Regions from separate parts of the Rattus norvegicus genome. Here region 1 is linked to region 2. Evidence: chromatin contacts called from public Hi-C data. All regions are on one chromosome and are shown on one strand. Each heading gives the region's core, a stretch centred on a gene start, on an enhancer-like site or on the middle of the called end of the contact. The rest is flanking DNA. Distances are from core to core; before and after follow the strand shown. Region 1 overlaps Itpr2 (inositol 1,4,5-trisphosphate receptor, type 2). Region 2 has its middle 78 kb from the start of Lmntd1.

What was found. Hi-C and Micro-C count contacts between places; a contact is called where the count stands out from the background.
Region 1: a contact with region 2 is called in a Hi-C map of the A7r5 cell line, with 6 times the contacts expected there. The contact joins two enhancer-like sites. A contact is called at or near these places in 3 of 12 Hi-C or Micro-C datasets (the A7r5 cell line, Schwann cells and psoas muscle).

Annotation. Positions count from the first base shown.
Region 1 is chr4:180,977,059-180,982,415 of GRCr8, forward strand. All of the region lies in intron 26 of Itpr2 (inositol 1,4,5-trisphosphate receptor, type 2), which reads right to left. Among named protein-coding and RNA genes, the nearest start is that of Itpr2, 160 kb to the right of the region's middle. Within about 2 kb of position 2,208, at least 37 of the 93 cell types and tissues checked have an H3K27ac peak or open chromatin away from gene starts, as enhancers often do.
Region 2 is chr4:180,046,805-180,052,552 of GRCr8, forward strand. No RefSeq gene overlaps it. Among named protein-coding and RNA genes, the nearest start is that of Lmntd1, 78 kb to the right of the region's middle. Within about 2 kb of position 2,062, at least 10 of the 93 cell types and tissues checked have an H3K27ac peak or open chromatin away from gene starts, as enhancers often do.

The DNA.
Region 1 (5,357 bases), core at 958-3,457, 930 kb after region 2:
CTTGACTCTGAAGAGTTGGTGCACTAGTTTTTATCAGATTGGAAAAAATAAGATGACCCTCTTTTAAAAATTAGTATCTTTGACCTAAAGTATCTTCGACCTAAATTGCAAAGAAAAACATGCATGTGCTGTATATGGTTTTGTATTAAATGAAATCTTTCCCCTCAAGCCCTTAAACAGCCTGTGCCGTCACCGTGCAAATGAGAAAACTAGACTGTGGGCATGAAAGTGTCGATATTTTTAATAAATATCACTTATAAAATAAAATAATCAAAGAAAACATTTTTAAACTTTCATGCTACTGCAGGCATTTTTAAATTACATAAATGAAGCCCCGGATTCATGGTAAGTGTCCTCTAATATCCTTGCAGCTGAATGCTGGATTGATCAGAACAATACAATGTTTACAGCCTCTGTGAAAGTCCGGGAGACACAAAGGATGATTGTACCCACGGCCGGCCTGCCCGAGTGAGTGCTGCTGCTGGTCTTTTCTGCTGACACAGAATGGATTTCATCCTGTATGTTACCACTGTCCTTGGCTGCTGGTTCACTCATAGTGATGTCCACTCACCTGTGCACAAACTAACACTGCTGTGTCTCACATGTCTTTCTTCAGTCTCCTGAAATTATCTCATTATAAACGGACCCTCCATGTTTCTCTGTCCACCCGTTTGCCTGTTTCTCTCACCACCCCTGCCCTCAAGCATTCATAAATTCACACCTGATCACATGTAAAAGACTCTTGGATGCCTCCCACAGTGGCCCTGCTCCTCCGGAAACATTTTGGATTCTGCCAAAGGAAACACTCCTTCCTTGGAACTCTGCAGCCCCCAGCCGTTTCTAATACAAACACTCCTGTTGCTATTAGTGTTGGATACATTTGTAACCATCCTTCGATCCTTCAAAACAAGCCTGTGCTCTGTGCTTGGACTTTGTATGTTGTTTTAAAGGTGTTCGATTCTACAGAGTAAGAGTCACATCTGGAATATGTGACAACCAGACATCAAACTTTAGCAGTGGAAATGAGAAAGTCCTATGAATACCAAGTGGTGAGCCTGCAGGTCTCACACTACACGAGGCAGACGGTTGGAAAGGACTCTACTCCAGAGAAACAACCACTAGTCAAGGACAGGAGGCTCAGCCGTGGTCCACACAGGTCATCCTCAACATCAGTGCAGACACCAGGGGGTTGGATGCAGGGGCTGGAAACAGAGTAGCTGACTATCTTTGACAAGTGCTGGGCAGAATGTGAGGAGCCCCTTCTAGAAAAATTCCAAAGGTGACTGATAAAATATTTAAGATGCCTCTTTTCAATAGGAACTCAGAAACCACAAAAGTTCATAAAAATTTCAGAGCAGAAATTCACTGGTATTGACTGGTGTCCCTTCCAACCTTAGTCCATGCTGGTAACCTATATTCTGAGTTCTAGTATTGGGGCTAGGGAGGTGCACACATGCACGCACGCGCGCGCACACACACACACACACACACACACACACACACACACACACAGAGGGAGAGAGAGAGAGAGAGAGAGAGAGAGAGAGAGAGAGAGAGAGAAGTCTGGTTGCAAAGAAAGATGAAAGTTCTGGCCAGAAGCCACAGATCTCCAAGCATGAAAGGGAGACGTCACAGCAGTGAGTTAAGGAAGACGACACAGCCCCCTGGGCAGACAAAAGTACATGCATAGCTTGGCCTTCGCTCTGGCTATGGTCTAAGGGTCTCAAGCCCCTGTGCGCAAAAAAGCCCACTCTCAGGATCTAAGACTAGAATTCCCATTCATAAAGAGGCCCCCAAAGTCCCAATCCGAAAATCTGTATTTAGTGTGGCTAAACAGACTCCCCCAAAGTGCCACAGAACGTTCTCTAGACTAAATCCAGGCCTCAGAAGAATTCCACACAGAATGTACCTTCATAATAACAACAACAACCACACTAAAGGCCTGAAGGAAGTCGCCTCAGGAGCTTCCGCGGGAACAGCTGAAAACTAGACAAGCCTTCCTAAGAAAAGGCGTGCCCCGCCCCCTCCATCTCCTCAGCGAGGGTGGGGGGCAGAAGGACACACACCAGCAGCCATTATCGAAGGCTAGAGTGACCATCCAGAAGGCACACGCAATGTTAACTTTGCAGCGCGGGACCAACCAGACTCTGAAGAATCTTCAGCTTCGGAGGAGCTAAAACCCTTGTCCGCCTCAAGGCAGCGTGCAGATCTCTGCAGGCTCAGACCAACAGCGCCCCCTGGCAACAGGCTGAGGCAACTGCAATTCCCCCGAGAAGGAAAGCACCCTCTTCAACCTGCGGAAGATTATCAGCGCATACTGACTCAGTCAAATAGCTACAGCATCTCATAACCATAGAGATTTCCTCAGATGAATATGACTCAGTCGAGAGGTACTCACAAGAGTGCCTCCTCTGTTCCCACAGACACTGGGCGCACTACACACTCACACATGTAGGCAAAAGGCACATACACATTAAAAAAAAATCTTAAGAAGATAAAAAAAATTTTAAAAAATTAGAAAAGCAACTCTAGCCATGTATGCACAGGATATCAGGTAGGCATGAACCCAAACATTTAAATCAATAAAGCCTGGTGAAAACCACCAAGCAAATGTGAAAAAAAAATCAGTTTCCCATTATGAGAAATTACCACGGCTGGAGTTAAAATTCCAGCTGGTATGGTAAACTCCAAATAGGATGTGGGTGAGACAAGAGGGTATGAGTTTAAATAAATTACTAAGTGCTTCCTGCGGGGTGACACAGGCTTGAGAAAGAGAAAACAAAATCTACCACACGTATGCACGCCGACATTACTGCCACAGGCATAATAACGAGGTTCAATATAATACTCAGCTGGGGTTTCAAAGTTAAGATACAGCTGCATTCACAGTGAAGCCCTTCACAGCCACAGTGGGCGCCCAGAAGTCAAAGAGTAACACCTGAGGGTCCCGGGGTTGTTGTCTAAACTCATCTCCATTGCCCTCTGGCCTCACTGACTGAGGTGCGGCCAGTCCAACCCACCATTCCTCAGGATGGCTAGTCCAGCTAACCAGCTTGCTCTGGGCACGCCCCATCTCTGGCTTGTGATGCTAGAACTACAGGCCACCTGCCAACCGGTTCCAAACCTCCAAACTCCTGGCCCCCGCATTTGTGCGGCAAGGGCGTCAACCACTGAGCCATCTCCGCAGCCCAGCGTCGTTATCTGGTACACCCAGGCAAACAGAACCTCATCACCTGCCCAAACAGAACTTAGCTTTATCAAAATAATGATCGGTTAATCAATCAGTTAATTAATCTCTCCTTCTGAACCAACTAATGGAATCAAAATAACAACGGTGATGGTTGTCCTGCACGTAAACAGTAATGGGGATGGGAGGTATGGTGACTTTCACACACCGTTGGAGGAAAACACTTGCTCCAGAGCACAGCACATGGGACGCTTGGCTCCCAGACACAAACCTGAAGAAGTACCTCTTGAACGGGCTCAAGAGGAAGAAGCATGCCCAAGCTGTCACAGTAATAGCAAAGTTTCTTAAAACACCAGTCCATGGCCAGCTCACTAGAAAGCCATGTATGACCATGTGCCAATGCGGACTAGAGCTTTGGTGAATTATTGCCATACTCAACAAGGATAGGAGACAACAGACCCAGAATAGCCCGGAGGAAGTATTTTCTATATATTTCTTCTGTTTTATTAACATGCACTACACATAGGAGAGAACCATTAAACAAGGAAGCTTGCGAACTTGTGGGAGCAGTTTATTCTGGGTACGGAAAGACCACAGGGGTTTCCTTCCAGTAGTGGTTCTATTTCATAAGATACACACCATTCAAAGTTGTTCCTTACTGCTGTGATCAAACTTTCTGGACACATGGGGAGTAAGGGGTAAAGGGATACAGTCCAGGCCACAGGGCATCATGGAAGGAACCCGAAACAGAAACCACTGGCTCAGATATAAACGTGTCCAGGCTTCCGACAGGCACTAGGAGGAACTCCCAGGACAGGTTCCCTCATCCCTAAGCAGGGGACTCAGTTCATTCTAGGTGGTGCTGTGCACAGATACAGCACTGGACTGCTCTTGCTAGGAATATGACCAGGAGACAGAGCAGCTCAGAATTGAGCCCACTGGTCCATGATGACAAGACTGAAGGAGAAATTACAGTTAGAGGGGCTTGAGGGTTGGCTCAGGAGTTAAGAGCATTGGCTGCTCCTTCAGAGGATCTGAGTTCCGTTCCCAGCACCCACACTGAGTAGCTCACCGCTGCCTGTAACCCCAGCTGTGGGGGATCCAACACCCTCTTCTGGACTCTACAAACCCCCATGCACATACACGAAACCAAATCTTAAGATGAATAATTAGATAAAGTTGGACCCTTGTTCGTTGTCTTTTCTAGTATCTAATATTAGTTCTTGCTCACACTGTCAGTTCTTGAATGCACACTGAAGCCATGTTGACTGACTGTCCTTTCCTTCTGTTCCTATAGTAAAAGTCACGCCTAAAAGTAACTTGGGGAGAAAAGGGTTCATTTGATCTTATGTACTGCGGTCCATCATGAAGGGAAGCCAGGGCAGAAACCTAAGACAGGAGCTTGGAGACAGGACGTGGGCCCAAGGCCTTGGAGGAGCACCACTGACTGACTAAGGCCTTGTAGGAGCACCACTGACTGACTAAGGCCTTGGAGGAGCACCGCTGACTGGCTAAGGCCTTGGAGGAGCACCGCTGACTGGCTAAGGCCTTGGAGGAGCACCGCTGACTGGCTAAGGCCTTGGAGGAGCACCGCTGACTGGCTAAGGCCTTGGAGGAGCACCGCTGACTGGCTAAGGCCTTGGAGGAGCACCGCTGACTGGCTAAGGCCTTGGAGGAGCACCACTGACTGGCTAAGGCCTTGGAGGAGCACCGCTGACTGGCTAAGGCCTTGGAGGAGCACCGCTGACTGGCTGGCTCTCAGGCCTTACTCAGCTTGGCTTTTTCAGAGAATGCAGGACCACCTACCCAGGGGCAGCATGGCCCACAGTGGGCCAGGCCCTCCCACATGAATCCCTGGTCAAGGGAGGTCTCTACAGACTTTTCTACAAGTCGATCTGATGAGGGTATCTTTTCAGTTGAGGGTCCCCATTCCCAAATGACCGGAGCTTGTGTCAAAGTGACAAGAAAAGAATAATCCTAGCCAGCACGCTAACACACTCCATCAAGGATTTGCCCATGGATCCCTTACCGTGCACTGTGTGCCCACTTTGCAGGTAATAAAGACAAATCTTAGAAAGTCAAAGTAAGTTACTACAAGTAGAACATACGCTACTCTACCCCCACCACCCCCACTACCCACTACCCAAACTACCCCCACTACCCCACCACC
Region 2 (5,748 bases), core at 812-3,311:
TTGTTTGTGGACACAGAGCACTGCGCGTGCATGTGAGGTCCGAGGAAAGTCTTCTCCTCCCACCACATGGGCTCCAGGGACCAAACTCCCACTTGGGTGGCCTCTTCACCCACCGAGCTATGCTGTTACCAGAAAATAATGGTGAGCTCACAAAAAAGCGACAATTAAAACTAAAAACTAAAAAAGAAGGAAGACAGGTAAAGGCAAAGTAATTTATGCTCGCAAGGCTGATGACCTGAGCTCGACCCTTGGAGGGAAGGACTCCTGAAAACTGTCCTCTGACCTACAACCCTCCCTTAGTCAAAAATTAACTATAAAAAAAGATTTAGTGATTTTTTTTGTATTTGTATATGCTGGGATTTTTTTAAAAATTAAACATATTTTTGTTTCTTAAAGCTCTTCAATTTTGTAAATGTTTGTATTTCCTGGAGAGGGCGCACACCCATGATCCCCAGGCCCTTCTGGGTTCTAGGCCTCCTAATCTGGGGCTTTGTTACAGCCGCGGTCCAAATTGTTGTGATTGTAACTGGTCACATTGTAAATTCTCACACCCAACTTTGTTGCTTAAAAAGAGAGAGATTGGGGCTGGGGATTTAGCTCAGTGATAGAGCGCTTACCTAGGAAGCGCAAGGCCCTGGGTTCGGTCCCCAGCTCCGGAAAAAAAGAACCAAAAAAAAAAGAGATTATTATTATTATTATTATTATTATTATTATTATTATTATTTTAACTGTACATGCCTGGGTATGTATATATGTGCCTGCGTAGAGCTCTGTGAACATGCCTGCAGTGCTTGGAGAGGACAGAAAAGGGTGGAAGAGTCCCTGGGGCTGGAGGATAGGGTGTTGTGATCTGCCCCATGTGGGCTGGGAACAGTAGGTGTGACCTCTGGCAGAGCAAAGTGTGTGCTCTTGGCTTCAGAACCCCCTTGGCTCTGAACCCCCTGCCGGTGTTCCTTATAGGATACACGCAGGTCATGAAGAGTGGTGCATGTATATGATGTGTGTCAGTGTGTGACACACGATGCACTTCTAACTCACTCTGACTGGCATTGTTCTAATGTGCAAACCCAGCAGAAATGTTAATTTTTATAAGGCCTAGGACTGGAGTCATCCATTCCAAAGGAGGCTTCGTCCTTAAAGAGTTGTCACTGGGCCTCACGCACGTTTAACCCTGGTTCCATGCGATTGAGTTATTATTACCAGTTAACGAGGACACTTAGACTAGCCTAGTTGTGACCCTCCTTTGGATTCAGCAGAAAGCCTTCTGAGACAGTTTGGGCCGATTGTCCCTCAGAGGCCTGCTCCTCTGTGGCCCTGACCTCCCTTTCACCCTTGGCTCTTCCAAACCTCTCCTCCTCACAGGCTACTCTCTTCCTCTGGTCTTGAAAGCTTATCGAATTAATTTTTCTAGGAAAAAAGGGGGGGTGACAAACTCTGATAGCAATCATCCTTACAACTTTAGGTAGAACAATTACGCATTTCTTTCTTAAGGAAAAGTCTGCTTTTCCTTAAGACTGGAGCTTTAAGCACAAGAAAGGAGGTGCTGAAAAAAAAATCAATGGTTAAATTGGCCCAAAGTGGAACTGCCAAAGGCCCTGCCTTTCAGATCTGGTCAGCATGGTGGTGTCCCTTCTGTCACTCAGTCCTTGGGCTGAGCCCTCCCAAGAGGGACCCTGTCTTCTGTCCACTGTCCTCTCCTCCCCACCCCCACTCCATTCTCTTCTGTGGTGCTGTGGATTAGAACCACGGGCCCCACAGCCTTGCTGCGGAGGGCCCCATCACGGAACTGTACCCCCACCCCTCCCTCTTCCCCTTTTTTGTTCAGCAAAAACACCAGGGGGAAGGAGGGAAAGATGGTTTAACAGGGAGAAAGGAGTGTCCGTGGGATGGAGCACAACTGTATAAGTCAGCTTAGCCCTCGCTCTCCCGCTGCCCAGTAAAGAAGCTGCAGGTAGCACAGGCAGCCGCGTGAGTGCAAGCATGAAGAGGGAGGTTCAGCGAGGAGCAGAACAGCTGCAGGGGAGGCCTCCCCTCTCTCTCCTTCCCATTTCCTTCCTTCTTTCTCCACCCCCAGTCACGTTCTCTTCTTGGTCTTAAAGGATCCTCTGTCGTTTTGACAGCACCAACAGCTACCAACACTGAGGATCGGGGAACCGAGGAAAAGCTAACCTTCCTCTCTGTGGCCAGCCTTTTCAGTTAGATTTAAGATTGAAAACCAAAACCAAACAATTATCCACGCTTTACGATCAAAACTAGTTTTGAAATGTAACTCTCATCTGCCTTTATTCGAGAAGTGGCGGGAGGTTCTGGAAGCCAGAGTTTGCTGTGCTCTTGGGTGTGACTGAGGAGAAGGAGAGGGAGGGCTCTTAGGACAGGAGAGAGCTGCAGTAGGCTCCCCTGTACTGTGCACACCCTAGCAAGGGAGGCACAGAAACGCACATTAGACCCTCTCAGCAATCATAAAGCTCAGGATGACCCCAACAAGCCAGACTTTATGTGAGGCCGAGTGGGTGTGGAGAGAGGAGGCTCTGAGGACACAGAACACTGAGTTCCACTCAGAAAGAGTCTGTGTGTATTTTAGTGTCTCTGAGAGCTGTTTACCGAGGGAAAGGATGGTAGAAAATGTACTCATTACAGGGCTGTTTGAACGTCTAAACCTGACTTCAGTGTCTAAGGTGAGCAGCCTGAGTAAATAAGGCTAAAATTACCTCAGGTTTCTGTCTGCAGTAATTTTCCCCTCCCGGTGCCGTTCTACTTTGGGTAAAGCTCCTTAGAACACCAGCCAGGATTCCCACAGCAGACTGCACGATCTCAGGGTCCTCAGCTCAGCACACCTGCGTGGAAATCCACTTCACCCGAGAAAACTGAAGATGAACGCTTTAGTTTATTTTTGTTTATGTATCTGTGGATACATGGGTGCATGAGTGAGTGGAGATGCCGAAAGGCGTCAGGCCCTCTGCAAGACAGAAAATGCCACTGAGCATTGAGCCACCTCTCTAATCTCCTGAATGCATAGTTTAACATTTCGCCTCTTTGACACATTCCATATACAGACCATTGGGTTCTATCTTTCACACTACTCCTGTGTTTACAATTTCCATAAGTGTCCGCGGTGCCTTGTGTCACTGCGGGTTTGAGCAGTAGGTCCGTGCAAGGGCTATCAATTTACTTGGGGTGGGGGAATCTGGGCACTTTGTTTGTGCTGGGCAGTGGGAGGGATGCTATGCCTAGGGACCCTGGGGTATAGTTTCTAACTCTGGAGCTAACATGCCGACAGGTCTCAAATAGCAATCACCTAATGTTTTTATGATTAAAATAAAGGTAAATAGAATAAAACACACACACACACACACACACACACACACATACACACACACACACACACACACACAGAGAGAGAGAGAGAGAGAGAGAGAGAGAGAGTTAATAACAGACTAAATCTTATGCCTAATCTCTTCCCCTGCCCCACCAACAGTGCCCCCTAGTGGTGAACTGAGAAGATGGTGGTGGAGGAGGGAAAAAAAACGGTACTGGAATTTTCATGAAAACGTAAACTTTTACGATTCCACTTGGTAAGCTGAATGCTATATTTGGGAAGAAGAATGAATCTTTGCAGAGGATCACAGCAGATAGCTTAAGATGTGGGCGTTTCAAAGTCAGCCTTACTTAGTGGCTAGCCTGAATGCACGCCCATCTGTGCGTCAGAAATTGTAAGTCTATGATGGTGAGACGGCTCAGCTGTTAAAGAGGTGCCTGCACCAGCTCCGAAAAAAAGAAAAGAAAAAAAAGGTGCCTGCAGTCATGTCTGATGGGCTGAGTTCAACGCCGTGATCTACTTAGTGGAAGGAGAAAAAAAAACCCGACCCCGAGTTGACCTCTGACCTCCACCTGCACCCCACAGCACACACATGACCCACCTCTCTCCCAATGAGTGTAATGAAAAAAATTATTTTTAAACATACAGCCACACAGGCATGTACGAGGCTGTGCTTGGTTCCGAACACAGTGCCACCACTGTTTATGGAGCAGCCTACCCTTTTAAAGAATCTTTTTGGACACACCTAAAATGCCATAAGACAGAAAAAGTAAAAGGCATTTCTTCAGGCATCTTGGGGAAGGCGTATTTGGAAATGATTCTGGTCTTTGATTATTACATTTTGAGAGAGTAATCCTGGCCTTAAGGAAAGAATACGGCCATTCCCCCCTCCCCCATATTATCAGGGTGTTTGTTAGAAGTCTCTGTCATATTTCCCAGACTGTCTTTCATCGCGTGGCTTTTATTTTGGGAGCATACAATATCCACAATTCATTTTTGCTGAAGAAGAGATTCTGTTTAACGTCAATAAATACGAGTGACTGTTGGGAGAGACATGAGAGCTGACAGAACTCTCGAGACAATTCAGGACGGTGGCACGTGGCTGCCACGTCCCCGACCTCGTCTATACAAATGCCAAGGCTCAGAAAGAACGTGGGCGCCGTCTCTGTGTAAATCCATCACGGCAACATTTTCAAAGGCGGATTAGAAACAGATGGGAAAAACAGTTTATTTTATTTGGAAAATCAGATTCCCTTCTGGGAGACCTGGGTCAACAAACATCAGGACCTGGCTCTGCTCAAGTTTCCTGGTTCACTTTGAGACTGGAATATACGGTTTAAGGATGGTTCAAGAAAGTGTGTGTGTGTGTGTGTGTGTGTGTGTGTGTGTGTGTGTGTGTGTGTGCACGTGCATGCGGGGAGAGAGAGACAGACAGACAGAGACAGAGACTGACAGAGACAGTGAGACATCGAGACATCGAGACACCGAGACAGCAAGAGTAAGGTACCATCAGGACAAGAAGCCTTGGGCTTCTCTGAAGTAGGGGTTACAGGCAGTTGTGAGCCACCTAGTGTTGGGTGCTGAGAATCAAACGCAGGACCCCTATAAAAGCATCGAGCAGTCCTAATGGCTGAACCATCTTTTCATCCTCAGGATTTTTCTTACCTGACCATACCATGATAAGCAAACAAGAAACGTGACACTTTTGTAATATTATCGTCCGATCTACTGCCTGTCTAACCAGTCGTCCCAGGACTTTGGGTAGTTAATGTCTTATGTGGTTAAGACCTAACTGAGGATCTGGTGTCCCATTTTAACTGCCATGTTGCCTGACTCTGCCTTCCTGTGGTTCAACTCTAACCTTTCTGTCTCTTTTATGACCGTGGCATTTTGGAGAGGACAAGCCAATTGTTTTGCAGACTATCCTTCACTTTGTGTCAGAAGTTTCCTCATGATTAGATTCAGGTTATACCTTTTGGAAAAAATTCTCCATAAAGAATACATTCTTCTTAGGGCGTCAGTCCAGAAGGTGGATGGAACCTGTCTGTCCGAGCACTTTGATTGCTGGACAGTGCATTGCTTAATAACATTTGCTCCTATAAAGTACACTTTTCGGCAGTTTCTTTAGGGCCAGGGTTTGAAGATGATTTGACACCAAGGATGTTTCCTGCAGTGACATATTTTGGGCACTTATAATGAGGCTGGTGTATTGAAGACATCCAAAGGGGATACAGTCAGAATGTCAAAACTCTCACAAAACACCACGTATGTACATGCATCTCCTAAAATAGACAAGTATTTTGGTTTGGATCTTTTTTCAAATGTTTTAGATAAACAAAAGGCCAAACGAGGGGTCTAATAAGCCAGGGCTCCCTTTGGGGAGCACACTCTGAGAAACATGCTATACTATACGACCATCTTGAAATCTACAC